2 separate regions of the Anas platyrhynchos genome follow, and region 1 is linked to region 2. A link is a contact called in public Hi-C data. All regions are on one chromosome and are shown on one strand. The core of a region is the stretch at or near the end of the contact, and the rest is flanking DNA. Distances in the headings are between cores, read along the strand shown.

Region 1 (7,342 bases), core at 1,795-4,294, 190 kb before region 2:
AGCAGAGACAGCACAGTCACATTTTGTACGAACAATAACCCAAGACACGGGAGCTAAAGACACGTTTTCATTTAGGGAAGAAAAAAAAAAAAAAAAAAAAAAAAAAGCCCTGCTAGTTCCTGGTTTGCTTCCTTCCCTTCAGTACTACTGCACTTACATTTCCCACAACAAAAATGCCAAAAGACACTTGACCAAGGTCAAATTGTATGAAACGTATCAAGAACTAGATAACGTACTCTCTGGTTCAGAAAACAATGCCTCCTGCCATCTTTCATTGCTTGGTTACCCCACCTCAAAGAAATTAAGTTTTTTTAACGTATTCTTCCTACAGAAGCCTTTAGGTCTTATAGTTTCTTTCAAAGGCATTTCGGGCAAACATCCCATTCAAGATTTGGGAGCTTAAGGGTAGGGCCCAGACATCCTGCAGAGGTTTAGACAAATCTTTTAACCACATCTTTTTACTCCCTGTTACAAACCGGGACAGTGCTACATCCACCTCTCTCTGCCGGGGACACAGCTACATAGAACATAGTCTTGTTGACTTCAAGAAACAGAAGTCAAAAAGGCTAAACCAAAGGAACTGCTGCTCCAAAGCCCAACCGCATTCAAATGACAAAGCTGCAGCAGATCACAAATGAACTCCAGTAACATTTACAGATGAAGCTAACACTGTCTGGCTATAAACTGAGCACTAGAAATCAGTAGGCAGACGTGTAGCATATGTACGCACTGCTGACTAGCTTCGGAAGGAATCTGTTAAGTTCAACAACAACCACAAAAATACCTGCGGCACAGAGCCTCAAAAAGTTCATGGTTTGCCACAAACAGCTTCCTTGAAACCAAAGTCACGCAGCGCTCCCTGACTCACGTGAAAGAATCAAGCCTTCAACAATTTGGTTCTGATCAGATAAAACACAAGAGAGGGAACAAAAATAGTTTCCCTATCTCTCCTTTCACACAGAAGCAGATGAATCACTGTGATTTAAAAGACATCTAGTGGCAGATAAAAAGCTACAGAAAACAAGTAATCAAAAGGACGTTATTCTGGAAACCTCTAGATTTCCCATTTTTATTGGAGTTTCATAAAGGAAAGGAGATATTTCGTTCTTTCGTAAGACCAGGCAGACAGGCAGATTAAATGGTGAAGCAAGTTTTTCTCAGACAACTTAGTCAAACTGACTTGAGGACCCTTAAACAATACTTTAGAACCTCCTCTACCTGCGTCACCTAGACTGCCCTTCCTGCTGAGAAGAGAAGGCAATGAACATACTATGACACCTGAGACCTTGTTATGACCTACAATTCCAAGTCAGGTTTAGGAACAGCCTTTAAAATAGTAATGGGGGATGGCGGGCTACGTATTTCATTTATATACACACACACGCACCACCCTTTTTCTTTACTTTTTTAATAAAAGAAATAAGCTATTAATTCTTGCCACCTCAATCTTTTAGTGTCACTTACTCTGAACAAGGCAAAACTTCAGTCCTAGGGACTGACAGCACCACTGTAGATTCCTGGGACTGAGACAGGTCTGCTGGGCAAAAGAAAAGCAAAGGGTCTGCAAAAGCCCACTGAATGTTGGAGGGCGGACAGCCAGCAACAGTGGTAGGTGACAGCCCAATTCAGCTGAAAAACAATGAATAAGCAGCAGATGCTGGAACGAATCCAGATTCTACCCACTAGAAATACACAAGTAATACCAAAAAAACTCATTTTTTTTTTTTTTGTAAGAACTTTCAATAAACACACATGCATACAGCCTTCTCTTGGCAGAGGCGAGTGGTTCCACATTCAGGACAAGGCAGGCGAGTCAGCACCACCTGGCAGGTGGTTCACAAAGTGCTGAAGATGCTCCTGAAGATGTTCCTTTGTGCGTGCTCACGGCTACTTCATGTTTCTAAAGGGGAGGCCAACAAGTCTTGGAGACAGGCTCAGTTCAAACACACACACACACAGCTGGAGCCATCTGTAACTGCTGTATTACAGAGTAAGGAAGATGAGAAGGAACAGCTGGGAAAAGAGTGAGCAAAAACCCTCTGGAGACTGCCAGAAAACACCTGCAGACCGTGTTCATCCACAAGAAGTCCCGTCAGAATTTGACAGAGAAGGAGGTCCCACAGGAGCACCCCTTCTCTGCCTGGGGGTTGCTCACCACCTGGAAGGAGCTGCGAATCAGCTCCTGGCTGAAGTCCACCATGGAGCCTTTCACGAAGGCCAGGCTGTCCACGTCCACCACCACACGGGCGCCACCTTGTTCAAACACCCTACAGAAAAGCAATGTAATTAAGCATTAATTGTGCTGCAGACCTGACAGAGAAGCAGTCTGAGCACCTTCCTGAATTCACAGGCGGTTTTCCTTCAGGTCAGGGTACCACATCGCACACACCTTTCTTGTCACCCCTGACCCCCACCGCCCCCGTTTGTCCTTGCCTGTCATCGGGATTGACAACTGTGTCCAGGGAGAACTTGTACTGGAAGCCGGAGCAGCCGCCTCCTTCCACCTGCAGCCTGAGGAACTCGGAGCCCTCCGCGATCTCCAGCAGCCTCTGCAACAGGCAAACACAGGCACACAACCACGACGGAGGATCCAAACACACAGACGAGCACTCCAACCGTGCCTAGAGCAGGCGGGGCGCTTTGGCAAGCCCTGCCGAGGCCCTACCTTCACGCAGCTCTGGCTGAGGTACACCTGCCCCTCGCCCTCCGTCGGGCCCGGCTGCGAGGAGGACGATGCCCAGCGCAGCGCCCGTCCTCGGAGCGGCGGTGCGGGACGCCAGCTGCCTCGGGGAGAAAAGGGGAGAGCCTCAGCACCGGCTTCCAGCACCGGGCGGCGCCGCTCCGAGCCCTACACCCCACCACCACCACCGCGGGGCCGGTACCTGGCCCGGCAGCCCAGCGCCAGCCTCCAGCAGCGCCTCAGCGCCCCCGGCGCCGCCATCTTGCCTCCTCCTCCTCCCGCCCGCCCCGCGCCCCGCCCGCCATTTCCGCCGCCGGGCCGCCATGGCGCCCAGCGGGGCGGAAAGGGGGGGGCGGGGGAAATGGCGGCCGTGAGGGGCGCACTGCCCCTCCCTGTCAGCCCCCGGTTGCCCTTCGCCACGGCTGTCCTGCCGCAGGCGACGGGGAACTCCCCTGTAGGGGACGTTTTGATGTGGCTGTGTCAGCACGGTCTCGGGGTTGGGAAGAGGCTGAGCCTCTTGTGCCCGTCCTTGAAGTGAAGGCGTTTTGCTTTCGAAAGCGGCAGAGCTCGCCAAAGAAAAATAAGTTGGCAAATAACGCAGCGCTTCTCCACACAGCGTGTTTGCGGTGGGATTAGCTGTGAGGGTTATTTACGCTGAGTAGTACCCGGAGACCCTGATAGGGATCGAGATGCCATTGTAGGGGAAATTACGCAAACACAAGAATAAACTCAGGGCCTGGGCTCAAGGATTTTTTAGGATTTTTCCTGATATTGCCTTTTCTGTTTTGCTTTCCTTTATCAGGTGAGAATATCTAAGTAAGCTCAGCAGTCCCTGTAGAGGTCTGTTTTCCTTTGGATCAGCATTTATGACTGGCAGGGCAAACACAGAGATCTGCATGCTCAGCTTTCTGCGTGCCTCTGCAGTTCCACCTCGTCCCCTCCTGCTCCTCACGGCTCTCCTGTGAGAGCAGGATCCAGCAGGATTGTGCACATCCGAGCGTTCATCTCGGCTTTGGTGTCGAAGGCACTGTTCCCAGATGCAATCTCCATGGTTTCACCTCCTCCTTGGAGCACGGAGCCTGCATTAGTACCAGCACTTCTCATCTCCCAGGCCCCCTCTGCTCATATCTGCTGCCTCTTATTTTAACTTGTGTAGGTGTTTAATGGCTCTTCAATTAACTCTTCGCAGTCAGAGCAAGGAACTCAGGCTTAATAAGAGGCTACATGAATTTTGTTAAAGATACTTTTCCTCTTAAAATACTTCTACCAAGAACATTGCAAATCATCTTGTCTCACCTGACTAAGTCCTGAACTTGCCTGGCAGCCCTAAGCTGAGCAGCCCTACTTAATTTTTCTCTCAAGCCCAACCATCTGACATGTGACAGTAGTCTGGCCTGTTCCTCAGAGATGTGCTCGTGGTTAAAGGAGTCTTATCTCGTTCTTCCTCACATGCTTCTGCTGGAGGAATTCCAGCCCGCAATCTCGTTCCCCCACCCTGGTGGTGTTTGTGGGGAGTCATGCAGTGGCATGAGAGGAAAACCAGTCATCCCAGCAGGATCCCTTCAAGTCAGTGCACCTCGGGACTTGGTGACTGTTAGCTCTCTCACACATCTCGCTCGGAAAAAGGCAACGTCTAGAACAGCCTGACCTCCCCGCAGCCCAACAGTGGCAAAGGAAGTGCTTAAATCCAAAATGAGATCTGCTTGACAAAGTTATTGTCCATTAAGCGTGGAGTTGGCAGTTCCACGCAGAGACTTGCAGTCTCCTGGAAGTAGAATTATTTTCTTTGGCACATGCATAGAAATCAAGTGCGTGGTAAAGTGACTGCAGTAGTAAACATGTAGTTAAGTCTCATGTATATAAATCCTAAAAGCCTCACTCCCACAGTTTAGTGGTGAATGTGTCTGCCAGGCTGAGAGGGGCCCGTGCTTTCAAGTAACCACGTGCTTTTGCTTATTTATACCACCCTGAACATGTAAATAAAGACTGGTTTGGACTGTTTACTTTTTCTCAGTCTGAGGTTAATGATGCTCTCATAAAACCATGAAAGCATCACAGGCAGGGGCCCAGAGGAGCTGGTATCAATCCAGTTATCTGCAAAGAGTTGATGAATCCTCAGATCAGGCACAGTGGAACACTTGATGCTTTTAAAAACATTGGGGGTGTTTCCTGAGTTATTATCAATGTGCTGTCCCAAAAGCAGATGACCTGTGGAGGAGTGAATCAAGAACTCTTGGGAGAAAAGGGGGAGGATGGTGCCTGCTTCCCACACTGTACTGGCTTTTCTTCTGCAGGGTGTACTGGACTATCACGGGTGTTTCATGGCCCCATGCTGTGCCTGCAAACACCTTTGGGGGATTTGATATAGCTTCTTTCTAGCTGCCTTCAGTTTTGCCAGCGTTGAGTGTCAGAAATCTGACATGTATCTTCAAGGCATTTCTGGATGTTGGTCAGACCATTATTGTAGCCTGAGAAAATGAGGGAGAGATGAGCTAGCCTCAGTCAGAGTTAATTTAGTCTAATTAATAATCCATGACTTTGATGAGTGATTCAGGTGCTGGGATCAAACGTTCTGAGTGGCTGGTAGAGGTCTGTGTAACTAAGGAGAAGAGCTATTTCTTTGCACCTTTTTATTATCAGTAATTACTTTTTCTTTCTGCCAGCTATGCGGCAAGGGGGTGTTTTTGTCTCATCCAGAGTTACAGCCTACATTTTATTCCTTCCTAGGCTGTGACTTTGTTGGTTTTGTGGTTGCTGATAGCTTGATGTAATCTGTTCTTAGGTTTGATCATACTTTGTTTTCCTCTCCTTATTCAGGTCTGCGTCCCCTAGGTTTGGGGAACTCCTTTAGCTCTCTTTAAGCACCCTGTATTGAAGAGGTCTGCCAGTGAGCTGAATTCTACAGCTATTCTACTCTCGTCTCCTCTGCAACGTGTATGTTCAAGGCATCTTGTACTTGTTTCAGTGGAAAACTGAGCTTGTTTCAGTGATTCAGAAACAGATGATGCTAAAACCTCTGACATGGCTGTTGAATGCAAGAGTGGCTTGTGACACATTTTAGTGTGAATTTTGATGATCTACAGCAAAAGGAGCGTGTTCTGGCTATAGGAGCGGTAGAAAATGATTAGTCCCTGTATGTGTATTTTCTCGAAAATACAACTTCTGTGTTTGCTGCTGCTACAGTGCCTGCAGGTGTATCTGTTTACTGGGCTACAAGTGCAGCGCTGTTACAGGGATTTACGTTCGTTGGGTGTAGCTGGCTCATAAAGTGGAACCTTAGACTTTTTCCCCGTGTAATGGAGTTGCTTGGACTTCATGAGTGAAGACCTCGAGTGTCAGCCTTGCTGTGAAGACTTTCCTGTTAACTTTCTTTTTCTCCCAGAGTTTCTGTGCCTCACCACAAGCTCCGCGTGACGGCGGTAACCTGGGGGGAAGCTGTGCCGCAGAACGAGGCCGGCCTACAGCTGAGGCGAGCCTTGCTGAAGTATTTTGAAGTGGTGGGCGCCGTCATGGATCAGAAAGGGACACGGGCGAGTTGTGTGAGGCTTGCGCTGAACGCTTCGCCCTGCAGCATCTGAGCTTTGGTGCTAAAACCAGCGTGGTGTTTACACACGGTGCGTGCTAAAAGCACAGGGCAGGCGCTACTTCTTTCGTATACAAGGCCTTGTCCGTCCTGCTATAAACCCAGACTTCTTTTTTTTTATCAACCCGCCCCCGTGCTCCGGGGCGGGCCCAGGGGCGGGCCGGGCCGGCCCCGCCGCGCTCATGTGACGCGGCCGCCGCTGCCCGGCCCCGTCCCGGTCCCGGTCCCGCTGTGGGTCCCGGTCCTGCCGCCATGGTGCCGCCGCCTCTCGCCCTGCTGCTGCCTCTCCTCGCCACCGCCCTGGCCGAGCCCCTGCGCTTCGTGGATTGCGGTGAGCCCCGGCCCCGGGAGCCCCGGGGGTGGAGGGGCCCGGCCCCCAGCCCCTAGGGAGCGGGTGCAGCCCCAGCCCGTGACCCTGCCTCTGCTCCTCGCAGGTTCCAAAGACGGCAGCATCCAGGAGGTGAATGTGAGCCCCTGCCCCACGCAGCCCTGCCAGCTCGTCAAGGGCACGTCCTACAGCATCAACGTCACCTTCTCCAGCAGTAAGTACCGGGTGGGGGCCTCTCTGCTGCCCTGCGGGGTCACCGGGGTGGCTGGAGAGGGGCTCTGGGGGGGGAGAAGCTGCTGAGGAGCAAGAGCACTGCTCAGCGTGTTCTCTGTGGCCTCCACACAAGGCCGTAACACAGAAACGTGTTTCCCTGCTCTGGTGCCGCACTCACACTTTTCCGTGTCCCGCAGAGATCGAGAGCCAGGGCAGCAAAGCAAAGGTGTACGGCGAGATGCTGCACGTGGACATACCCTTTCCCATCCCTGAGCCCGACGGGTGCAAGTCTGGGATCCAGTGCCCCATTCAGAAGGGGCACTCCTACAGCTACCTGAATAAGCTCCCCGTGAAGAGCGAGTACCCTAGTGTAAGTGAGCAGGAACCCAGTCTGCTCCTCAGAGCTACCTTTGTCCTGGGGCAGTCCCACAACCCACCTCTAAGGAGTGATTTCTTGTCCTCCGGTAGTAGGGAGCAGGTTAGAAGAGTTCGGGCCACCTAGTGTCACTTCTGCTATGAGCAAGCTTCTGTTTCTAGT
Region 2 (7,411 bases), core at 606-3,105:
AGACACCTCCTGCCCCACGGTCATGCCCAGGGGATGGAGGCAGATCACAGAATCACAGAATGGCTGGGGTTGGAAGGCACCTTAAAGATCATCTAACTCCAACCCCCTGCCGTGGGCAGGGATGCCACCCACTGGATCAGGTTGGCCAAGGCCCCATCCAGCCTGGCCTTGAACTCCTCCAGGGATGGGGCACCCACAGCTCCTCTGGGCAGCCTGTGCCAGGGCCTCACCACCCTCACAATGAAGAATTTCCTCCTAATGACGAGGAAGCTGATGAGCTGTGAAACCATAAACACCCACCTTCAGGATAAAGGTCCCTCCGGTGGCTGGATCCTGGACTATCTGCACCTGCAGGCAGCGTACACAGAGCTGTTCAGACACCGTGCCCCTGGCACGCAGCCTGCAGGAATAACCCCAGCCCTGACAAACCACCACGCCAGGAGAACAGCAGAGGGGAGCAACGTGCCAGTGCACGTATGGAGACAGAAAGCCTGGCATCCTCGCTCTGAGATCCCAAATGACTAACTAGCTTTTTCATTCAGGGAGCTGGTCTGCTGCTGAAGTCTGGGTTAGCTGCAGGAATCCACCACCACTGTACCCGGCCATCGAGCGTGATCCCATACACGGGAAAGACCTGGATGCAGCAGCTTCCTCATAAGTATCTTGGAAGCTTTGATAAGCAAGAGCAAAGGGGAAATTAACAGACTTGCCAGCTAACAAAGTTTCTGGCTTCCCCGCTGTGAATTTTCCTTGGTGGGAACAGTGTGGATGGAGACCCCCATGCTCCTTGGTGAGCCATCACCCCCATCCCAACGGCCAGGCCCCTCCTTGTCATGCTTCCCTTGGTCGGTCCCCAGCCTCAGCCCTCCAGCTCCATGTCGAGCCCTCACCTTATCGATCACTCCCACCACCTTACACCGCCTGAGGTTTTCCACCGCCGCACTCAGCGTCCTGATGGGCCGTAAGCGAAGGCTGCTGTAACCCTGCGAGGCAGCGCGAGCAGAGGGCCAGGGGATCACAGACCCACGAGGGTTGGAAAGGTTGGTTTGTTAGGTCAGAGGGTGCACCATGTCATCTCGGAGGTCTCTCCCAACCTAGGTGATTCTGTGAAAAGACCTCCGGGATCTCCTGCTCCAACCACCCCTACCACCAATAGCACCCACTAACCACGTCCCCAAGCACCACGTCCAACCATCCCGCGGACATCCCCGTCACGGTGCCTCCACCACCTCCCCGGGCTCCCCGAGCCCCTTATCAGCCCCCGACCCCATCGCACCACCGCGGCCGCTCACCGTGCCCGCGGGGCTGCCGTCGCCCAGCCCACGTTGGAGGTGGCAGGTGAAGATCTCCTCGGCGCGCCGCAGGTACTGCGCGATCTTCCTCTTCACCGCCTCGCCCCGCTCCTTGTTGGGGTCGGCTGCGGGCGGCTGGGCGTCAGGGCACCTCCGCCGACCCCCCTGCGCCCCGACACCCCCCGGACACCCCCTTGCCCGTTTCCCCCGCACCCTGCACGCCGCGCAGCAGCACGTCCACGCCGTTCTGGTAGTGGGCGAAGGCCTCCTCGTAATCCTCACTCACGTCGCGCTCCAGCGCCAGCCGCAGCTGCCGCGCCGCCTCCAGCAGGTAATCCCCCCGCGGGCAGTGCCCCCGCGGGCAGTCCCCCCGGGGGCTTTCCCCCCGTGGGCAGCGCCCCCGCCCGCCCCCCGCCACGGGGTCCGCATGGCCTCGGGGGGCGCGGGGCTGCCGATCGCCCATCGCCCCCCCCCCGCCCCCCGGACCCCCTCTCCCCGGTAGCGGTACCGAGCCCCGGTGCCCGGCGGGGAGCGCGCCCGGGAGCCCGCCCCGGCGCGGCGCCGATTGGCCGCGGGTGAGCTCATCCCCGGCCGCGGGGACGCGCCCGGCCGCGGGCACGCGCAGGGAGGGGCCGCGGGGACGCGCTCGCCCCCGGCTTCGCACCTGGCCGGGGGGAATCGGCGGCGCCCCCCCGGGTACGACCCGGAGCATCCCTGCGGCTGCAGAGCCCCCGGTGTGCTCCTGCCAGGGGTGAGCCTGGTCTGCAGCGGGTCCCAGTGGTCCCCGGGGGCTGAAAATGGCTCAGATCCCCCAGAAGCTGCTAACAGCAAGCAGGAAGGTTGCACGGCTCCCTTGCATGCTCCTGAAGCTATCAGCAAAACCTTTAACGCCAGCCCCCTGGGCTCCCCAGCACCGTACCAGGTGCACCCCCAAAGCACACCGTAACTGCAGCCCGGAGCCCAGCTGATGTTTTGCCTTCCCTCCTACCCTTTCTAAGCCCTCCTGCCCCAGCCCTTCTCCTAAAGCCTCCTTAAACAAACCTTTGCCCCGCAGCGCCGGGAGAGGCAGTGAGCCTCAGGACACCGATAACCCAGCGGGGCGGCCGGGGTCCTGCTGCTCCCCGGGGCATCACCAGCCCCAGGCCTTGCCAGCCTGACCTCCGGCTGGGATCCAGACCACGAGGCCAGCAGCAAGGTCTCGGGGAGAAAAGGACCCAGTGCTGGGTGATTTTGCCCTCCATCTCCTTGCCTGCCCATGCGGCACAGCAGGTTGTGGCAGCAGAGCTGCACCAAGGTTTTGGGAAACACAGCTGCATTGCGTGAGGATGCAAGGCACTCCAAGTCACAGGTAATAGAGCCATTCTGCTTTTAACCCTCATAACCACGCTTAACAGGTTAATTGATTAACACCCTCATTTTTACGTAGTTTTCTTTTTATAGGTGTAATGCTACCCTGGTGAAACTTTTACTGTTACAAGTGCAGAAACCGTCACAGCCACCCCCCATGTGCTGCTCACAGCTCTTGTTATATCCTACAGGCACAGCCAGACAGGCTGAAAGGAGCCAAACCTGCCCAGAGCAGGGCCCCAGCTCCCTGCAAAGTGTCAGACTGTGCCAGACCCAGGGGGAGCTGCCTTGAACCCCCACCCACATGCTATAGCAGGTTAACCCAGGTGGAACAAACCGCATTTCTTCTCAGCTGATGGCAAGAGCTAAGCCTTTGCACATCTTCTCACCCAGGCTTCTGCTTCAAGCCTGGAGAAATAAACCTCAGCTAGGACCTGCAGGAAGGTGGGCTGAGCTCAGAAGCCAGCCCCACACCCGAGGAGGTGGCACTGGCTGGTGGCACTGAGGGCACCAGTGGTGCCCCATGGGTGTTCCAGGGGGGTGCTGGTGCCCCAATTTGGCCTTCGGGTCCGTGCACTGCAGGAGGGGATGGAGAAGCACGGGGGTGCATTCGGCAGCCAGATCCAGCCCTCCCACAGCAGGAGTGGGGAAAACGTGCAGCCTGCCCGCCTTGCAGCAGCCCCACCAGGGGAAGGGGTGGCCACAGGACAGAGCTGGGACCAGCCCTCAGCAGGGCAGAGAGGCTGGGGCTGGAGCAGGAAGGGGATGGGGAGCAGGGAGAGGTTCCAGCCGCACACAGCACCACAAAGAGGGGCAGCTCCCTCCCCAGAGCGGGTCCCAGGACCCCATGTCACCAGCAGCAAAGCAGCCTGCAGCTGCTGGAAAGGAGAGGAGCACTCACCCTGCCAGCTCCTGGGTCTGCCCCCAGCTTTTATTAAGAAGGGGGAGGCCACGAAGAGGATACCAGCACAGGAAGGCCCACAGCACCCCAGCTCCCTCCCCGTGCCCCCCGGGAGGCCTCCCCAGGCCAGCTCCCCACCCCCCCTGGCACCTCCTGGGCTGCTCCGTGCCAAGCTGGGAGCGATGCAGCCCTGCCTGTCCCGGCTGTCCCTCCTTCCCCTGCCCGGCAGGACAGAGCAGTTCCGTGGCTGCAGCCCCCACCCCATGCCACCCCCAGCAGCACATCCACCAGCTCCGTTCCTCGCGGCCCTCCAGCACCACGGTGCAGCTCCAGCTCCTCATCCTCCTTCAAGGGTCCTTTAGTCCTGCTGCAACCGGTGCAGACAGGGCGAGGGAGTCCTCGGCTCCAGGGCCAAGCAAGAGTCCCGTCGGCTCCTTCCCGCTGCGGATCTGCTCCCCAGCCACCATCACTCAGCTCCGCACGTCCCCCGCGCTGGGCAGGAATGGGACTGGATCAGGCCCCGGAGGCAGGAGCGAGGCCGGGGGCAGAGCGGAGGCTACCTGCGCGGCATGCCGCATCTGCAAGGGGAGCACACCTGGGTCAGCACCACCAGGGTCACCCCCCGCTGCCCCCCAGGTCCCTCCCTCCCCACCAAACCGCAGGATGGGATCGCAAGAAGCAGGGCTTCGTGGGGAGGAGGGGGCTGTGGGGTTGTAGATGCACTGGGCAGCAAGATTTGGACAACACAGGGAAGGGCCAGCCCCAGGCTGCGTCCCCTGCACGTGCCTGGCCTGCACGGCCTCAGCAGGCTGTTTGTGAGAGTCAGCAGAACACAAGGTGGGGAAGGCTGGGAGTAACCCAAACAGCAGCCAGCCAAGGACTGCAGTAAGGACACGGCTGGCAGCAAAAGGAGGCTGGAACAGGAAATTCACGGGTTGTTTTTTGACAGCACAGTCTGTGACGGCAATAGAGCCACGCACCATCAAGCCATGCCCTCCGTCCTGCTCAGCATCTCAGCCTCAAGGCCACCAAGCATCTACCAAGCCCCCAGTGAGTGGAGGATTCCCCCAGCCACCTGCTGTCCCCTCCGTCCTGCTCTCCCCTCAACCCATCGCTACTCACAGCGCCAGGTAAAGGCCTAAAATCCTGCTGTTCCCTGCAAACAGAACTCAGAAGGCAGCACCCACGCCTGCCCCTGCTCACTTACAGCTCACAGTCTTTACGTCTCTTCTTCTCTCCTCTTCTCTTACCTCGGCCCTTGGGTCTCCTCCTTCAAAAGGAAAGCAGCACAAGAGAGACTGACGCGTGGGCAGTGAGGCCACAGCCCCGGGCGGCAGCGTCACCCCCAGTGCCACTTACCTCCCCGGCCTCACCGGGTCCTGCCGTGGCCTGCGGGGAGAGCAGAGGTGTTACGTGGTCAGTGCCACCTGCAGCACACCGGGTTTAACTCGTGCTTAAAGCAGACCCAGTGACTTCTCCCACCCAGACTTTGGTGGCTCCCCTCGGGGCTGTGCCATTTTGCCCATGAGGGCAGGAAGCACGGGCTCGGTTTTTAGGCTGCTCTCAGCGACAGCTTTCATCGCTCAGCTGGTCAAAGCCGACGCAGGGCCCCAAGTAACACATGGGATTTGCTTCAGTCTCAGCAGTGGCTGTCTGACACCAGCCACAACATACTTGGCTCAGGCATCCCCCACAGGAGCCAAGGCCAGGACATCCACCCCGCTTCCGCTAAGCTCAATAAGGGGGAGCCACAGAAGTGCTGAAGGCTGCTTAACGAGAAGACAAAAGGTGCTGCAGATGCAAGAAGCCTGCACGAATCCAAAGGACGGGCTGCACAAGCATTTGAGGAAGTTCCCCCGGGAGCTACCCCGTGTAGGAAACCCACAACAGGCTCAGGAAATTCCCTGCACGGAAAACAGCTGGAAGCAGGGGGAAGCAGCACACGTGCTCCTTCCCACTCCTCCTTACGCGCCCGCTGAAGGACGGCTCCAGAGGCAGCGCGGAGCCGGACGGCCCCTGGGTCTGCTCCAGCACGGCCGCCTGCACAGCAGGGGAATACCAGCACGGGGATCCTCACGCTCTTCCAGGCAAGCCTCACGTCTGACAGCTGCCCAGCAGGACTCCCATTCCCCAGCTTTCACAATCCTCCAAAAACGCACACCCCCAAATCCCCGTGCCCAGGTGGGGCAGCCTGCCCCGCAAGCACCTGGCACAACAGAGCTGAGGGAGGGCTCCCAACAAAGCCAAGGTGCCCCCAGCACATCCCCGTCCCCACAGAGGGGCAGCAGGCGAGCTGGCAGGCTCGCAGCGGCACAGAACGAGCCCTACCTGCACTCACACTTCTTGTGCTCAGTGAACGACATCTCCACGTAGGGTGCCTCCCCGTTGGGCTTTATCTTCAGGAGCTGAAAGAGGAACAAAGGTTACCTCCTGGCCAGCGCAGGATGGCGTCCACCCCAGCCCCTCCGCCAGACACGTGTCAGACCCAGTCCTCGGCACCGCAGACCCCACCTCCACAGGCACTGCAGCTCGGGAGGCTCTGCTCCCACCGCCCGGCATCCGGGGTCTGTAATCTAAATCCCCTAGCCCTGGGATTTCCCAGCCTCAGAGCAGATTTTTTGGTCTCTGCTTCTGTGGAGCCCTTTCACATGTTTGTCCGCATTGTACATCCTCCTTCCCTGAAGGAAACTCCCCCCAGCCCTGGTTTCCAGACCATTCCCACTGCTGCTGCCTCCTCCTGCCGCCTCTCCCACCGCACCCAGCCTGGAGCCGGTGCCGCGGTGCCTCCCCAGCCCAGGGGCGCAGGATTTGCCCTGCCACGTGTCAGCCCAGAGCCCAGCCTGGAGGCCAGGCTGGACATCCAGGGGCTTCACTGTGAGTGTTCATCCATGCTGTGATCCACGCTGACCCCGCAGAAGTGCCTGGCATCACCACACCACATGTGGAGGGGAGCCCAGCAGGAGCTCAGAACATTGCCTTCTTCATCACTTCAGAGACTTTCACTCCACTTAAGTCAGGATTTTTTTCTTTGGGAACTCCTACCCTCCCTTTCCAACACGCTTTCAGTCCCTGCAGGATCAAACTTGCTGCTGATTTCTTGCAGGCTCTCTCCAGTCCCTCACCCCTGCACGGCAGCAGCAGGTTGATGCCAGCAGGGCGAGGGCAGGGGCTGTGCAGCACACTGGAAAGAGCCAACACAGTTTGCTCATAGCCTAAATTTCCCTTCCCCACTTCGTACAGCTCCCATAATGGGGCTGGAAGCACAGCACACGCAGCCCCTCGTGCTCACCCTCTCCCCATCGCACGCTTGCTGCCAGCACCACCACAGCCATCTCCTGGCACACGAGGGCAATCACACTGCCAGTTTTCCCTTTCCACTGTGATTTTTGCGTCTTTGTCCCCAAAGCGGGCAGAATCACAAGCAACAGGGCCACCCCAGCCCCACAGGGACAGTCTGGAAAGGTGACAGCAGCCAGAAGGTCGGACTGAGCACCGAGGAGAGGGCAGGGAAGCAGGGATGGAGGTCGGTACCACCAGAGGTCTCACCCTGCCCCAGAGGCAGCTCCTACCTGCATGGTGACCGTGCTGGTCTCCACGGGGACACAGCGGAGCCCCTCATCCCCGCAGCAGCCCCCGCAGCGCTGCAGGGCGACGCAGGAGGGTCTGAAGATGTACTCCACCTCGTCGGGGAACTCGGCGATGACGTCCACCAGCTGCTCCAGCGGCCGGCAGAAGCTGCGATTCCAGATCTCCTTAAAGCTCACGACTGCGAGGGACCAAGGGGGGCTCTAAGGAGGTGCCCCGGGGAGGGGGGACCCCGGTGAGCCCCCCGCTGAGGTGTCCCCGTTGCAGGGGATGGGGTGGCGCAGGA

Evidence for each region. A called contact is a pair of places that touch in the nucleus more often than the background predicts.
Region 1: a Hi-C map of skeletal muscle shows a contact between it and region 2, with 2.0 times the contacts expected there. The contact joins the promoter of ISCA2 here to the promoter of RPS6KL1 in region 2. A contact is called at or near these places in 2 of 8 Hi-C or Micro-C datasets (skeletal muscle and subcutaneous adipose tissue).

Annotation. Positions count from the first base shown.
Region 1 is chr5:24,400,805-24,408,146 of IASCAAS_PekinDuck_T2T, reverse strand. ISCA2 (iron-sulfur cluster assembly 2) reads right to left here and starts at 3,044. Exons shown (of 4, transcript XM_038179579.2): 1 at 2,883-3,044; 2 at 2,666-2,780; 3 at 2,434-2,549; 4 at 1,036-2,267. The coding sequence starts at 2,941. The coding sequence ends at 2,093. NPC2 (NPC intracellular cholesterol transporter 2) reads left to right here and starts at 6,424. Exons shown (of 4, transcript XM_027457745.3): 1 at 6,424-6,594; 2 at 6,698-6,805; 3 at 7,002-7,174. The coding sequence starts at 6,516.
Region 2 is chr5:24,210,634-24,218,044 of IASCAAS_PekinDuck_T2T, reverse strand. RPS6KL1 (ribosomal protein S6 kinase like 1) reads right to left here and starts at 1,855. Exons shown (of 9, transcript XM_038179879.2): 1 at 1,506-1,855; 2 at 1,293-1,417; 3 at 301-348. The coding sequence starts at 1,755. It overlaps PGF (placental growth factor), which reads right to left. Exons shown (of 7, transcript XM_038179883.2): 3 at 7,110-7,306; 4 at 5,869-5,945; 5 at 4,900-4,929; 6 at 4,791-4,838; 7 at 3,402-4,118. The coding sequence ends at 4,097.